3 separate regions of the Mus musculus genome follow, and all the other regions are linked to region 1. A link is a contact called in public ChIA-PET and Hi-C data. All regions are on one chromosome and are shown on one strand. Each heading gives the region's core, a stretch centred on a gene start, on an enhancer-like site or on the middle of the called end of the contact. The rest is flanking DNA. Distances are from core to core; before and after follow the strand shown. Region 1 overlaps Gne (glucosamine (UDP-N-acetyl)-2-epimerase/N-acetylmannosamine kinase). Region 2 has its middle 29 kb from the start of Melk. Region 3 overlaps Reck (reversion-inducing-cysteine-rich protein with kazal motifs).

Region 1 (4,430 bases), core at 695-3,194:
TGACAATCAGATCTGTGAAGTTGGGAGCGTTCCTTTAAAAGTCTGTGGGAGAAGGCAGCACTAGAGGCAGACCCACCACTGACCACGGTCTCAGACTCAAGACGAGAGACTGCTCTAAGGGAAAGGCTGGTGGGGGTCAGAGGAGGAGACAGACTGAGCGCTCAAGGGTGATTAACAGGGCTTAGGGGGACTGGTGAGGGATGGAAGCAGCAAGGTATCAGGGCGTTTGGATGAGTGGTCCCTAACTGAGTTAGAGAACAAATGGAAAAACAGGTTTGCAGCAGAAAATCAGATCAGGTTGGGAAGTTGGCTTTCAGGTGGCTTGGGGATGCCTAGCAGAGCCATATGTGGGCATTTGGAGTCGACCTCGAGGCCCAGCATGCTGGTACAGGTGGGGTCTTAGAGGTCGACTTTCCTCCTAAGCATCCTTATCTTCCCAAGGGACTGGGAAGTGTGAGGGCAAAGACATGTTCTTTAAAGATGTGAACTTGGGGGTTGGGCGGGAGGCAGTGGTGGGGCACGCCTTTAATCCCAGCACTTGGGAGGCATCTACCCAGGCTTTCTAACAGTCAACTTTGTTGGGCTCACTTGTGAGTATACTAAGTATTTTTTTTAAATTTCTAGCACACAGTTTTAAGCTAATAATCAAAGAGCTGATATTTATTTATCCTTTGAAAGAACATTGTGTTTTGGTGTGCCAGTGAGAGAAAGGGGTGGAGCTAGGTCAGCCTGCTGGAATTTCATCATCACACACCAACAAGAGTGTTATGCCGAGCGGCACAGGGGAGCAAAGGTTACAAGCCAAGCAACTGAAAACGCCGCTTTCCTACCTAGTGGTAATTCCAGTTACAAACAAGAACTTACTTTTTGTATCATTAGGAACTCTATTTTAAGAAACTCTCAAGTAAAAAGAAGCAAGTCATGGAGAAGAACGGGAACAACCGAAAGCTCCGGGTTTGCGTTGCCACCTGCAACCGAGCTGACTACTCCAAACTGGCCCCGATCATGTTCGGCATCAAGACAGAGCCCGCGTTCTTTGAGTTGGACGTGGTGGTGCTCGGCTCCCACCTGATTGACGACTATGGGTGAGCTGAGTGCTTCCTTGCTTCCCCCCCCACTCCCACCCCCGACGGTGTGCCCTGGGGAGCTTGGGTCTGGTAGGCTTGTGGACCTCCTGTCAGGTAGTTCCTCCCTAGTCTCTGTGTACCTCGGAGAACTTGGGAAGCATCCCAGAGTTGGCGTCTTCAGTTACAAAATTGGGTGAAACCAACATGGCAGTGAAGCCTGTCACAGTGATGCTGTTTAGTAGATACTTGATAACCAACAGCTGGAAACATTACTGCACTCAGAAGAAATACCATAAATATGTGTGTGTGTGTGTGTGTGTGTGTGTGTGTGTATATAAAAGTTGGACTATAATAACATGGCTTCAAGGCATAATTTTGGGGTTGGGGTTTGAGCCCAGAGCCTCAAGCATGCTAAACACATGCTTTACCGCTGGCATGCTTTCCTTCACCCCAATGTGTCCTGTGAGTTTTGAGGGCAATGAGCGTAGTGGTGCATGTCTACTTGAGAAGCAGAGGCAGGAGGATTGCTTTGAGTTTGAGGCCTGCCCAAACTACTTAGTGAGTTTTAGTCTAGTAAAGAGCTGCACAGTAAGACCCTGTCTCCAAACAAACAAACAAACAACAACAGAAACCAACACTGGTTTACAGGTTAATTGCATGTAAAGTAGTATAAATGAAACAAGATATACAAAAATCTAACCTATTTTGAGGCAAATTAAAATGTCCTGTTACCAAGATCATTGGTATTATGTGTGTGACATTAAGGTTTGCACCATATGCAGGGTATATTTGAAAACTGAAAGGTATTCTGAGAGAGCCCTGCATGGAGAAACCAGAAAGGAGCCTTGGCTCTGCCCTCGGTGTGCATCTAGCGCACCCTTGTGGTGTGAAATGGCCTTGCAGCCTCCAAAGACTGCTGGAGCCGCATGGCCGCACATGGAGAACAGTAAGCAGACCTCCGCCTGTCTCCAGTCTCCACGTGTCAGCCTGCTGTGAGAGGACAGTGAGGAGCAGGGAGCAAGCTTATGGGACCTCCCGTGGATAGTCTTCTTTTTCACTTGAAATGAATTCTGGCTTCCTAAGACAGTGCACTTGATTGGTAGGACGTAGTGCGAGCTGGAGGTGAAAGTCTCAGTAGGTTTTGTGTGACAAAGCTTGGGCAGGAAGGCTGGCAGGAAGGAGGCGCTCCAGGAAGTGGAAGCAGCCACAGCCCCTGAGGTCGAAAGGTAATATTTGCTGGTGAGACTGTTGAGTAGGAAACCCAGCTAGTACTAAGGGGAAGTGCGTGCGTGCGTGCTTGGGTACCTTCTAACGTGAGGAGCTGAGTAACGTGCAGACAAGACTGTGAGGGACTTCACATAACCTTCTTGTACCTTCTCAGGTTTAAACTATGAGAATACATTTTACAGATTTTATTTTATTTTTTATAGTTTTTGTTTTAGGGAGATTTTTGTTTCAATTTGTGAGACGGTTTCTTTTAGCCCAGACAGGCATCAAACTCTGTATGTAGCCAAGAATAACCTTGTTCTGAAATTACAGACATGTGTCACCATGCCTAGCTCATTTTTGTCTAATAAATAAATTAATTAATTTATACACAGTGTACTGGGCTAGTTTTGTGTCAACTTGACACAGCTGGGGTTATCACAGAGAAAGGAGCTTCAGTTGAGGAAATGCCTCCTTGAGATCCAACTCTAAGGCATTTTCTCAATTAGTGATCAAGGGGGAAAGGCCCCTTGTGGGTGGGACGATCTCTGGGCTGGTAGTCTTGGTTCTATAAGAGAGCAGGCTGAGCAAGCCAGGGGAAGCAAGCCAGTAAAGAACATCCCTCCATGGCCTCTGCATCAGCTCCTGCTCCCTGACCTGCTTGAGTTCCAGTCCTGACTTCCTTTGGTGATGAACAGCAGCATGGAAGTGTAAGCCGAATAAACCCTTTCCTCCCCAACTTGCTTCTTGGTCATGATGTTTGTGCAGGAATAGAAACCCTGACTAAGACAAATTGGTACCAGCAGAGTGGGGTATTCCTGTGACAACCTGACCATGTTTTGGGGAGGTCTGTGGAAGGACTTTGGAACTTTGGTCTTGAAGATCCATTCGTTGTTAAGAGCTCTGTGGGATGTTGTGTAGGAGCTTGGAAGATAATGTTGAGAACAGTGTAGAAGATGGAGGCCTGGCTTGTGAAATTTCAGAGGGAAAATTAAAGACTCTTTTCAGGGCCATTGCTGTTTTGATTGTGAAGATTCTGTAGTTCTGGTTAGCTGGGGCTGAAGAATCAGCTGTGATTAACAAGATACCAGAACTACCAAAGCAAAAACTTTGCATTACTGGGACTATTGATGCTGGTTAGCTGGAGCTAAGAAATTAGCGGTGATTAAGAAGAGACCAGCATCATTGAGGTGACATCTTCTGGGAAGTGTTTTCTGAGAGCACAGTGGCTGTGTTCCAGATATAGCCAAAGTTGTACCTTGTGCTGTGGCTGGACTTGGTAATGTGTAAGGGTCACCCAGGTGGTACTGGTTTGAAGGCATGAAGGAGTTGAGTAGAGCAGCTGAGGCTTGGCACTGTGAGAGGCCATGGAAGGCCATTGGTGAAAGTCCAGCCTCAGTTGCAATTAATGGCCCAGGACTGAAGGGGTCATGCAGTGTTTTGGAGATGCCAGTACCATGAGATGACCACCAAGAGCAGCAGCAGCAGTGGAGTACAGGCATCTGGAGCCTAGAGGATGACTCGTGTGCTACAAAGGGCATGGCTGGAGAAGTGACCCAAGCCCTTGGAGGAGCCCAGAAGATCGTAAGTTGGATCCCAGACATTGGACGGTTGGAGATTGACTTTTGCTTTTGATTGTGGCTGTGCCCTGATATTTTCCCTCTTGAAGGAAGAAACTGTTTTAGTGGAGCCCACAGTTAAGAGACTTTTAATTGTAAAAAGACTTTGGATTTTAAAAGAGATGGATATTTTAAAGAGATTGAAAATTTAAGAATATGTAAAGACTGTGGGACTTTTAAAGTTGTTTAGATCTTGGGGATGAATAAGAATGTAAGGGTTGAGGCTTACTAGTGATGTGTTTGTGTGTCAAGTTGACAAGGGGTCAATTGTACTGGCTAGTTTTGTGTCAACTTGACACAGCTGGGGTTATCACAGAGAAAGGAGCTTCAGTTGAGGAAATGCCTCCATGAGATCCAACTCTAAGGCATTTTCTCAATTAGTGATCAAGGGGGAAAGGCCCCTTGTGGGTGGGACGATCTCTGGGCTGGTAGTCTTGGTTCTATAAGAGCAGGCTGAGCAAGCCAGGGGAGGCAAGCCAGTAAAGAACATCCCTCCATGGCCTCTGCATCAGCTCCTGCTCCCTGACCTACTTGAGTT
Region 2 (4,430 bases), core at 1,218-3,717, 210 kb before region 1:
CTTGAGAGTATGAGACTTCAAAGCCTTTCCCAACAGTGACACACTTCCCCCAAAAGGCCACATTTCCTAATAATGCCATTCCTCATGGGCCAAGCATTCAAACCCATGAGTCTATGGGGGGGGGGGGTCATTCTTGTTCAAACCACCACACATGCTTGGTTCTTTTTGATTCTCTTTTACTCCCAACCAGCATAGTTTAATTGTTTGACCCCCAGGCCAACGAGAGTTCCTTTCTCAAAAATCAAAACAAAGTGGATGAAACCTAAGAAACAACTCTTAGTTACTGTTCTATTGCAATGATAAGACAGCATGACCAAGGCAACTTATATGTGAAAACATTTAATTTGGGGCTCATAGTTTCAAGGGTCAGAGTCCTTAACTACTGTGGCAGGGAGCATGGAAGTAGGCAAACAGACATGGTGCTGGAGCAATAGCTGAGAACTTACAACTCCAAACAATCAGGAGGCAGATTGAGCTAACTAAGAATGGTGTGTAAGGTAGTTAGAAAGGAATGGCCCCTGTAGGTGCATATATTTGGAGACTTGGTCATTAGGGAATGGTGTTACTTAACAAGGATTAGGAGGTATATAGCCTTGTTGGTGTAGCTGTGGCCTGGTTGGAGGAAGTGTGTCACTGGGGGTGGGGGGGGGCTTACAGATGCTCAAGCCAGGCCCAGTGTGCCACCCCCACCCCCAGTGATGCCTGCCAGTCCAGAGATAGAACTCTCAGCTCCTTGTCCAGCACCATGTCTGCCTGCGTGCCACCATGTTTTCCACCATGATTATAATGAACTAAATCTCTGAACCTGTAAGCCAGCCCCAATTAAATGTTTCCTTTTATAATAGTTGCCACAGTCATGATGTCTCTTTACAGCAACAGAATATTGACTAAGACAGTGTGGGCTTTTGAAACCTCAAAGCTCACCCTCAGTGACACATCTCCTCCAGCAAGGACAAACCTCTTAATCATTTTCCTGCAGTTTCATCCACTGGGGACCAAGTATTCAAATACATGAGCCTGTGGAGGCCGTTCTCATTCAAACCACCACACACTCTAAAGGTTGACCTCTGGCCCTCACACAAATGCACATGCTTGTACACACAAACACCACACACACACACACACACACACACACACACACACATACACACACAAACACACACACACAAACACACACACACACACACACGCACATGCACACGCACACGCACGCGTGCCACAAAAAACCCTGGGGAAACAGAGACAGAAAGACCAGGAATAAGGAGCAAAGCAAGACTCTTATTTCAGAAAACTAGAAGAAAGAAGGGCTGGAGAGCTAGCATGGTGGCTCACAATGACCCATAGTGAGATCCGACAACCTCTTCTGGTGCGTCTGAAGACAGCTACAGTGTACTTATTACAGTACAGTGAATAAATCTTTGAGCCAGAGTGAGCAGGGACTGAGCAAGCAGAGTTGACCAGAGCAAGCAGGGTTGACGCGAGCAAGCAGAAGTCCTAAAATTCAATTCCCAACAACCACATGAAGGCTCACAGTATGTATATGTGTACTCATATACATAAAATAAATATTTAAAAAAGAAAGAAAGAAAAAACTAGGTTCTGGATATGATACTATCATAAAGAAAAGTTCTGAACTCTGAGCACATGGCTCAATTGATAGAGTGCTTGCCTAGTATGTGTGAGGTCCCGGGTTTGATGCCCAATACCACATAAAACAGATGTGTTGTTCATGCTTGTAATCTCAGCATTTGGGAGGCAGAGACAGGCAAATCAGTTCAGTTATTCTTAAGGCCACATTCTTAAGGCTACAAGAGACCCAATCTCCAAGTAAAACAAAACTCCCTAGTCCCAAATTCTTTCTCTCTCTCCTCTCTCTCCTCTCTCTCTCTCTCTCTCTCTCTCTGAGATAGGGTCTCACTGTTATGTAGCCCTGTGCCCTGTCTGTCCTGGAATTTGCTCTGTAGACCAGGCTAGCTGTGAACTCACAGAGATCTGCCTGCCTTGGTCTCCCAAGTATGTGCACCTGGCTCTTTTATTTCATAATATAAAATTATATTCTTCTCCTGCCTTCATCCGCAGATAGGAAAACAAGCACCTCAGACTGTAGTGCAAGCCTGCTCTGGGCGGTACTAATAGGAGGGGTGCCCTAGGGAAAGGCCCCACCTAGCTAAGCTCTGGACTAGTAGAATGGAGCCTAAGGGCTCTTCTACTTGAGAAAGCTATACCATACCAAAGTTTCTGCTCATGGTCAAAGGGGCGAGGTGCGATCCCAAGCCCACAGTTGAATTTGGCTGTGTCCTCTATGCATTAGTCACTTAGGGGCATGAAAGATGCAAGAGCAAGGGCTTGTGGGTTCTTCCTCTGTGGTTTCAGAGAGTTACTGAGGCCAACCAATGTGTACCAGTGCTAGGGTTGCTGTAAGCAGAAGGCCCTGAGCGAGCAGCCATTGTGTAAAGCTGTGAAAAGAAAGTCTGTACTGCAGGATGTGGGAGAAATCAGAACCCTAAGTCGTCTGCTACAGAGAGCTGTACACAGGAAGTGGAGGTGGCCCGAGGCAGAGATGTAGGCTGAAGGCAGCAGTGCTGGAGGGGCTGAGCTAAATTCACTGACATCAGACCTGGAGTTTGTCCTGATGAGTTTTGCTTTGGGCCAGTATTTCCCCCACTATACCCCAACACGTCCCTCTTGGAATGCTAATATATATTTCGTACCATTGAATGTTGGAAGTATGGAATTTATTGTTTTTGTTTTGTTTTGTTTTACAGGAAGTGACAGTCAAGAGATTACCTTATATCTCAGAAGAAACTTTGGACTTTTGAATCATGTTGAGTCTGTTAAAGACTGTGGAGATTTTAGAAGTTGAACTCGATGCATTTTTTTTTAATTGTGATTTGGTTATGACTAAGGAGGCCCAGGAGTGATGCAGAGGTTTGACTGAGAATGTCCCCTCATAGGCTCAGACATTTGAGTCCTTGGTCCCCGGGTGGTGCCTGGGGAGGTGTCAGTGTGTGTGTGTGTGTGTGTGTGTGTGTGTGTGTGTGTGTAGCCTTACTGGAAGAAATAGAGCATGGGGTGGGCTTTGAGGGTTCACAGCCTTCCCCCACTTCTACCTCACACACTCTCTCTGCTTTGTGCTTGGGGTTGAAGATGTGCTTCTTTCTGTTTCCCGTATCAGCCATCAGCGCCCATGCCTCCAGGGCTGTTAGGACTCATCCTCTGAATAAACTCTTCCCTCTATAAGGGGGGTCAGCCATGGTGTTTAGTCACAACAGCAGAGAAGTAACTAACACAGATGTCTGTATAACCTGGACTACACACTGAGGCGTTCTTGTAAATTGCTAATAATGAATTTAAGACAATACAATAAGGGATGGAGTGGGAGTTAGCTCAGTGAGTAGAGTGCTCTTTGGGCGTGCATGAAGATCAGAGTTTGGATCTCCTAGTTTAAAAATTGGGTGTGGTGGCACACACCTGTAATCTCAGCACTGGGAGGCAGAGACAGGAGGATTCCAAGGATTGTCAACTGGTGAAGATCAGATTCCATAAATGACCCTGCTTCAAAAAGGGGAAAGGGGAGGAAGACACCTGACTTCAACCTCTGGTTTCACCATGCACACACATGGTCAAGCACCTCCCGCCACACCTACACACAGATAAATAGCTAAATAGAAATGAACCATCTTGGCGATTTTCCAGGATACGAAGCATTGTTAACTTCAGGCCCCTATTATACAACACTTGTTAAGACTTGCATCCTTAGTCCCAGGGGGGACATTTGGACCACAGAATACATTTCAAATGTGGCCTCCAAATCATCTGTCAAATATATAAAAACAGGGAGTCTCGTCCCCCATTGTTATCCCTTTTCCAGGCTAACTGTCCCCTGGATTTCACTCTTCCCTCAAAGGTCATGGTTCCAAGTCCTAGATTTAGGCTCAGGCTTGTGTACCCCAGAGCTACCACGCATGCCCAACTCCAGAGCTACCACGCATGCCCCGCGGGTTGGTTCTGTGGGAGGAACTGGGAATAAAATGATTATAACACAGCGCTGAACTCCAGAGGGTTGTGAGCCGCTGGCAATGACACACCGAGAAGCTCATAACCTGTCACTCCAGTCCCGCAAGACGGTCATGGACATCACAGAAGTCCAACAAGGAGATGGTCAGCTCCATCCGGGAGCTTGGTGGGGACATGGGACTTGCCTCCCGGCGGCCACGCGGAAGTCCCTCTGTCACTGACTTCATTCAGGGATTTTACCTCCTTCTGCTTTCTTTTCTTGGCATTTCTCTGACACATCCTGTTAGAGTGTTATGTTTCAGGGAGAAAAATTTAAATATATTCATCTGCCACCTTAGACATGTTTTCATAAGAAGAGAAGCTAGCAGCTTGTAGCAAGAATGACTGTTTCGGCACACGAAGCCTGAAATCAT
Region 3 (4,430 bases), core at 882-3,381, 140 kb after region 1:
TGTTACAGAGTTGGAGAGACGGCTCAGCAGTTAGGAGCACTGGCTGCTCTGCCAGAGGACCCAGGTTCATTACTCAGCAACAATGTGGTGGCTCACAACCTTTATTGCTCCAGTAGACCTGACACCCTCTTGTGGCCTCTGTGGGCACTACACTCACATGGTATGCATATATAGTTGCAGGTAAAACACTAAAATACATGTTTTTAAAAAAGGTTATGTTATAGAACTTTTACCAATATAAGAAATTGATTTTGCTCACTGGCCAAAAGGTATAACCTCTCAAATGAAAATTCCATGTCTTACGCGTGATTAAGGACACATACCCCAAATAATTTAGTACAAAACTACTATGACGATACATAGCTTTGGCCAAGTACAGAAATATACACCTGTACTTCCAGAACTGGAAAGCTGAGGCAGGAAGATGGCTTGGGCTACTATGTAGTGAGACCTTATCAAAAAATAAACAATCAGAGGCTGGAGAGATGGTTCAGTGGTTAAGAGCAATGACTGTTCTTCCAGATATAGGCTGTCAGCATCTTTATTCAACCAGTAGTTTTAAACTAAGGAGCAAGGTTACACAGCATCACTTGGTGTACATGAGGACTTCCTCATCCCTGGGGGCCACCAGACCCTGGGAGCCAGTATTGAGCATTACAATACCTAGCAAGAGATTAAATCTCAACATATGTGTCTTTGTTTGCATAAATATACTTTTTTTGTGTGTGTGGAAAACCCTTAAACATTACATAAAAAGATAGCACAGAAAATGTCCTTGTAGCCCGGGTAAAGACCCCTCCTCTAAGGAAGTGCCAGCACATGCCCCATGTGCATACGGCACTCACAGTGCCATCTCTTACCTTGAACACAGGAGTATGGAAGGCAGGGATCTGCAGACGGACACCCCTTCCGGTTCACTTCACAGAGCTCGTTGGCTGGGCAGGGGTTTGGGTTACAGGGGTGAGTCACTTCTTCTATGATGTTTCCTAAAGCACTTGGCCCTGAAAAGCCCAAAACTGATCAGTGTAATCAATCTAAAAGAGTAGCGCATCTTTAAGTTACCCGGATCATCATGACTGGAAGAGATGGAGAGCTCACAGGCAGAAAGTAAGGCCTGAGTCTAACCAGCCCTAACTAAACATTTGGATTTCTTCATTTGTCAGCTTATCACAATGTACCCAACCATTCACTTACTAATGGGGACCTACAATACAGTTGGCAGGACCTGGGTACTAGATACACTAATGAACAAAACAGACAAGCTAACATGGAGTTCCTATCTGGAAGAGAATAAGATCAACTCAGATAACTTCAGTGGCCAGCAGTTCAGAGATGGGACTTGCCTGGGCTATGGTGATCAAATACATGTTTATGTGTTGAATAATAAATGGCCATCTGTTATGGAGACCCACAACACAGTCATATCTACCTTCCAACATCCTGCCAAGGGAGAGCAGCATTGCAAGCACATGTGGTATTTAAGGAGAGTGCTGCTGTTCATGCTGGAGTGTTGTCTCGTTTCCTTCCTGCTGAAATCATTTTCTCCAACACACACTGCTGTAGGCTGCTAGCATTGTGAATTAGCAGAGACAGAGGCTGCGGGAGCCTTCTCGCTCAGCCCCATCACTCTGGGCAGTCTTACCTAGAACTTGGGAGGGGATCTTCCCAAGGTCACAGGGGCAAAAGCTAGGGCATGTTCCATAGTCTCTATCCTGAGAGCCCAACAGATACTGCCTGTTATACACTCACCACCCTTTCTTCTCTATTTGTTTAGTAGATCCTGTTTTTATTCAAGGTGGTCATAAACCCAAAGCTAAAAAGACAACCCTTCCAAGTTTTCCATACACTTATAAGCATCCCCTGAGATTATAATAGAAGGTTCTTCACCTCCCTTTTGCCAACTAGAGTGAGTTGGATAAAGTGCCAGCATCCTTGGCAGGCCAGCGAAGTGCAGGGAACAGAGTGAGTGCAGGAAGGCTGAGAAGCCTGCATTCCTGATGCTGCACCACCATAAACATCCTGGCCTACTTGCTCTGAGTCTTCCTGTGCTTCTAACTGCTCTGTTATTGGCAGTTGGGCTTAATCCTAACTGGAAAAGCAGCAAGTAGGCTTTTCTGTTGGCCAGATAGTTTATGGCACTGGCGCCCCCTGGTGGCGGCCCAAACACTTAAGGGCATGGCCTCACTGGTCTCACTGCTAAGGAGCTCTTTGTGCAATTCCTCCCTCAAGGAGGTACCAACCTACTGCTGTAGCTCTTGGCAGAAGTGTCTGTCAGGAAGAAACTCAAGTAGTAAGACAAGTTCCACTTCCCTGTGCGAGCCCAGGGGAGAGCTCTTTCTTCCCTTCTCTATTTGGTAAGTGTAATCCAGGCCTGCTCATGTTCTGATATATGGATGACAAGAGCTGACAGTTTCCTAGGGGGAATTCCACGTTCTGGTCACATCATGACTTCTGATGACATTGTCTTCCGCTTCCATCTTTACAGTTCCTGACTGGCAAATAGTTCATCTTTCCTCCGAAAGATAAACTACAGCTTCTGCTTACTCATTTTAAGATAGCAATGACAACTTGACAGGGTCTAGTCACTTAGGGGACAAAATTCTGGACCCTCAGGGGAGAGATTAGCCCTACCCTATTGGATGGCACCGTTCCATTAGTTAGGGGCCTGGACTGAAGAAGGGAGCTGAGCACAGCCTCTGCCTCCGAACGCCTGATGATCCTGCTTCCCAGTCCTGTTGCCATGGTTGCCCCTGTACCCTTGAACTGTGAGCCAAGTAAACCCTTCCTCCCTTTAAACACTTTTGTTGGGTGTTTCTTGCCACAGCAACAGAAACATAACGAATGCAGATGGTATCTTCAAACAATAGTTCCTCATCCTAGGCAAAGAACAAGAGCAGAGACCATGAGAGAAGCCCTTGAGCTCTAAACTCAAACCCACGCAGTCCTTACTGAGGTACGTGTCCAGAGGGATACAGCTCTCCAGGTCATCTGCAGGGGACAGAAACTCACAGATACTTTCAGCTGTGTGTTCTTCAGGGAATTTATTCTGGTCTCCACATTTCTTGAGAATCTCTACACAATCTGATCTTGAAAGAAAAAAGAACATTTTGTATTCATGGTTCTGTCTCACGTTGTCTGGTCAAAGCTGTGTTTCTTAAACCTCTCAGAAGCGTCCATTACCTGCTGAGCTTTCCCAGCAGTCACAGGGACTTCCAGCTACACAGTAAACTTCCAGCTACAAAGCCTAACTTCCTGTAATCTGAGACTTACATTTATTGCTCCAAGCATGGTGTCGCGTCTACCCCCTTTAAAAGGAACTTGAGCTGGCCAGTCTGCTTTGCAAACTGTAAGCCATTTTCAAGGCCCGAGGCGGTTGCCTCTGCTCTCCTTCCTTTCCTCCCTTTCTCATCTTAAGATCTTTTAGTTATCACTGTGGTGTTTGGCTTATAATAACCAGAGAGTTTCCAACATTTTTTTTTTTTTTTTAGTTTAGGGCTGGAAAGCTGGGCACATAGTTAAAAGCACTTGATGCTCTTGCAGAGGACATGGGTTTAGTTTTTAGTATCTACATGGTGGCTGAAAACCATCTGTAACCCCAGTTCTAGGGGTCTTCTGACCTCCGTGGGTACCAGGCAAGCATGTGGTGCATGCATACATGTAGACATAAGACACACACGTCTTTCCTAGTTTTTCTTAGTTTTGAGGAAGGCTTGGCTCCTTAGCTGAAGGAAACCTTCATGAGCACATCCTTCCCATGTGTGACCTCTGACTTATTATCACATAGTTAGACCTCAACCTCTCCCTTATTCAGCTCATTCTTGAGTCATGTCAGAAAACTCATTAAAAGCCAGGCATGACAGCTCATACCTGTCATCTCTGCTCAGGAGGCTGAGGCAGGAGGATTGCTATGAGGTCAAGGCCAGCCTGACTATAGATAGAGTAAGGCAGGAAGACTCCAAAATCAAAATTAAACCAAATAAGAAAAGTTAAAAAATGATCTGGACGGTAATTAATCTGAACTGAGCAGCACTGAGCCGCACACCAAGGGTTTAGGGCTTGGTGTGGACTTGGTCTTGGAAAAGCAGACGCCTGGAGAGCAGCAGAGGGCTGTGCAGTGAGGGTCTGCTTCTCCCACCAGGTACTTGTCTGACATCTCCTAAGTAAACCATTCAGCACTGTTTCCTAAGAGCAGGACCCGAAGACTGGCCACTGACTCCCACTGGGTGATGATAATAAAGACAGAGTGGCAGCTGAGAGGACAAGCAAGGAGGAGAAGGCGACGGCACAGAAAGAATCCCTAAGTCAAGTGGAGTGCCAGTCGGGAACACAACTACAGCCACAGATGGGCTAGAGATGGTACAGTGAGCTGACATGCCGCCCACCAAGCCTGAAGAACAGCTTAAGCCCGATCCCTGAAAACCACCACACAG

The links. A called contact is a pair of places that touch in the nucleus more often than the background predicts. ChIA-PET counts read pairs in DNA pulled down with a chosen protein or histone mark.
Region 2: an RNA polymerase II ChIA-PET map of memory CD8 T cells shows a contact between it and region 1, with 7 read pairs. The contact joins two enhancer-like sites. A contact is called at or near these places in 10 of 484 Hi-C or Micro-C datasets (the MC3T3-E1 cell line, brain, cerebellar granule neurons and 7 more), 15 of 115 datasets of contacts at active chromatin or transcription factors (the NIH/3T3 cell line, T-cell acute lymphoblastic leukemia, bone marrow-derived macrophages and 9 more) and 3 of 9 other capture datasets (adipose tissue, liver and pancreatic islet).
Region 3: a contact with region 1 is called in a Hi-C map of trophoblast stem cells, with 1.8 times the contacts expected there. The contact joins two enhancer-like sites. A contact is called at or near these places in 2 of 15 datasets of contacts at CTCF or cohesin (embryonic stem cells and large pre-B cells), 3 of 484 Hi-C or Micro-C datasets (double positive thymocytes, hematopoietic stem and progenitor cells and trophoblast stem cells), 7 of 115 datasets of contacts at active chromatin or transcription factors (effector CD8 T cells and embryonic stem cells) and 4 of 9 other capture datasets (adipose tissue, embryonic stem cells, liver and 1 more).

The regions. Positions count from the first base shown.
Region 1 is chr4:44,063,410-44,067,839 of GRCm38.p6, reverse strand. Gne (glucosamine (UDP-N-acetyl)-2-epimerase/N-acetylmannosamine kinase) reads left to right here. Exons shown (of 12, transcript NM_001190414.2): 2 at 880-1,085. The coding sequence starts at 922. Among named protein-coding and RNA genes, the nearest start is that of Gne, 7.1 kb to the left of the region's middle. Within about 2 kb of position 1,944, at least 132 of the 459 cell types and tissues checked have an H3K27ac peak or open chromatin away from gene starts, as enhancers often do. A contact at or near this core is called in memory CD8 T cells and trophoblast stem cells, where this site is marked.
Region 2 is chr4:44,269,343-44,273,772 of GRCm38.p6, reverse strand. No RefSeq gene overlaps it. Among named protein-coding and RNA genes, the nearest start is that of Melk, 29 kb to the left of the region's middle. Within about 2 kb of position 2,467, at least 41 of the 459 cell types and tissues checked have an H3K27ac peak or open chromatin away from gene starts, as enhancers often do. A contact at or near this core is called in memory CD8 T cells, where this site is marked.
Region 3 is chr4:43,923,717-43,928,146 of GRCm38.p6, reverse strand. It overlaps Reck (reversion-inducing-cysteine-rich protein with kazal motifs), which reads right to left. Exons shown (of 21, transcript NM_016678.2): 12 at 2,950-3,086; 13 at 861-1,001. Among named protein-coding and RNA genes, the nearest start is that of Glipr2, 32 kb to the left of the region's middle. Within about 2 kb of position 2,131, at least 17 of the 459 cell types and tissues checked have an H3K27ac peak or open chromatin away from gene starts, as enhancers often do. A contact at or near this core is called in trophoblast stem cells, where this site is marked.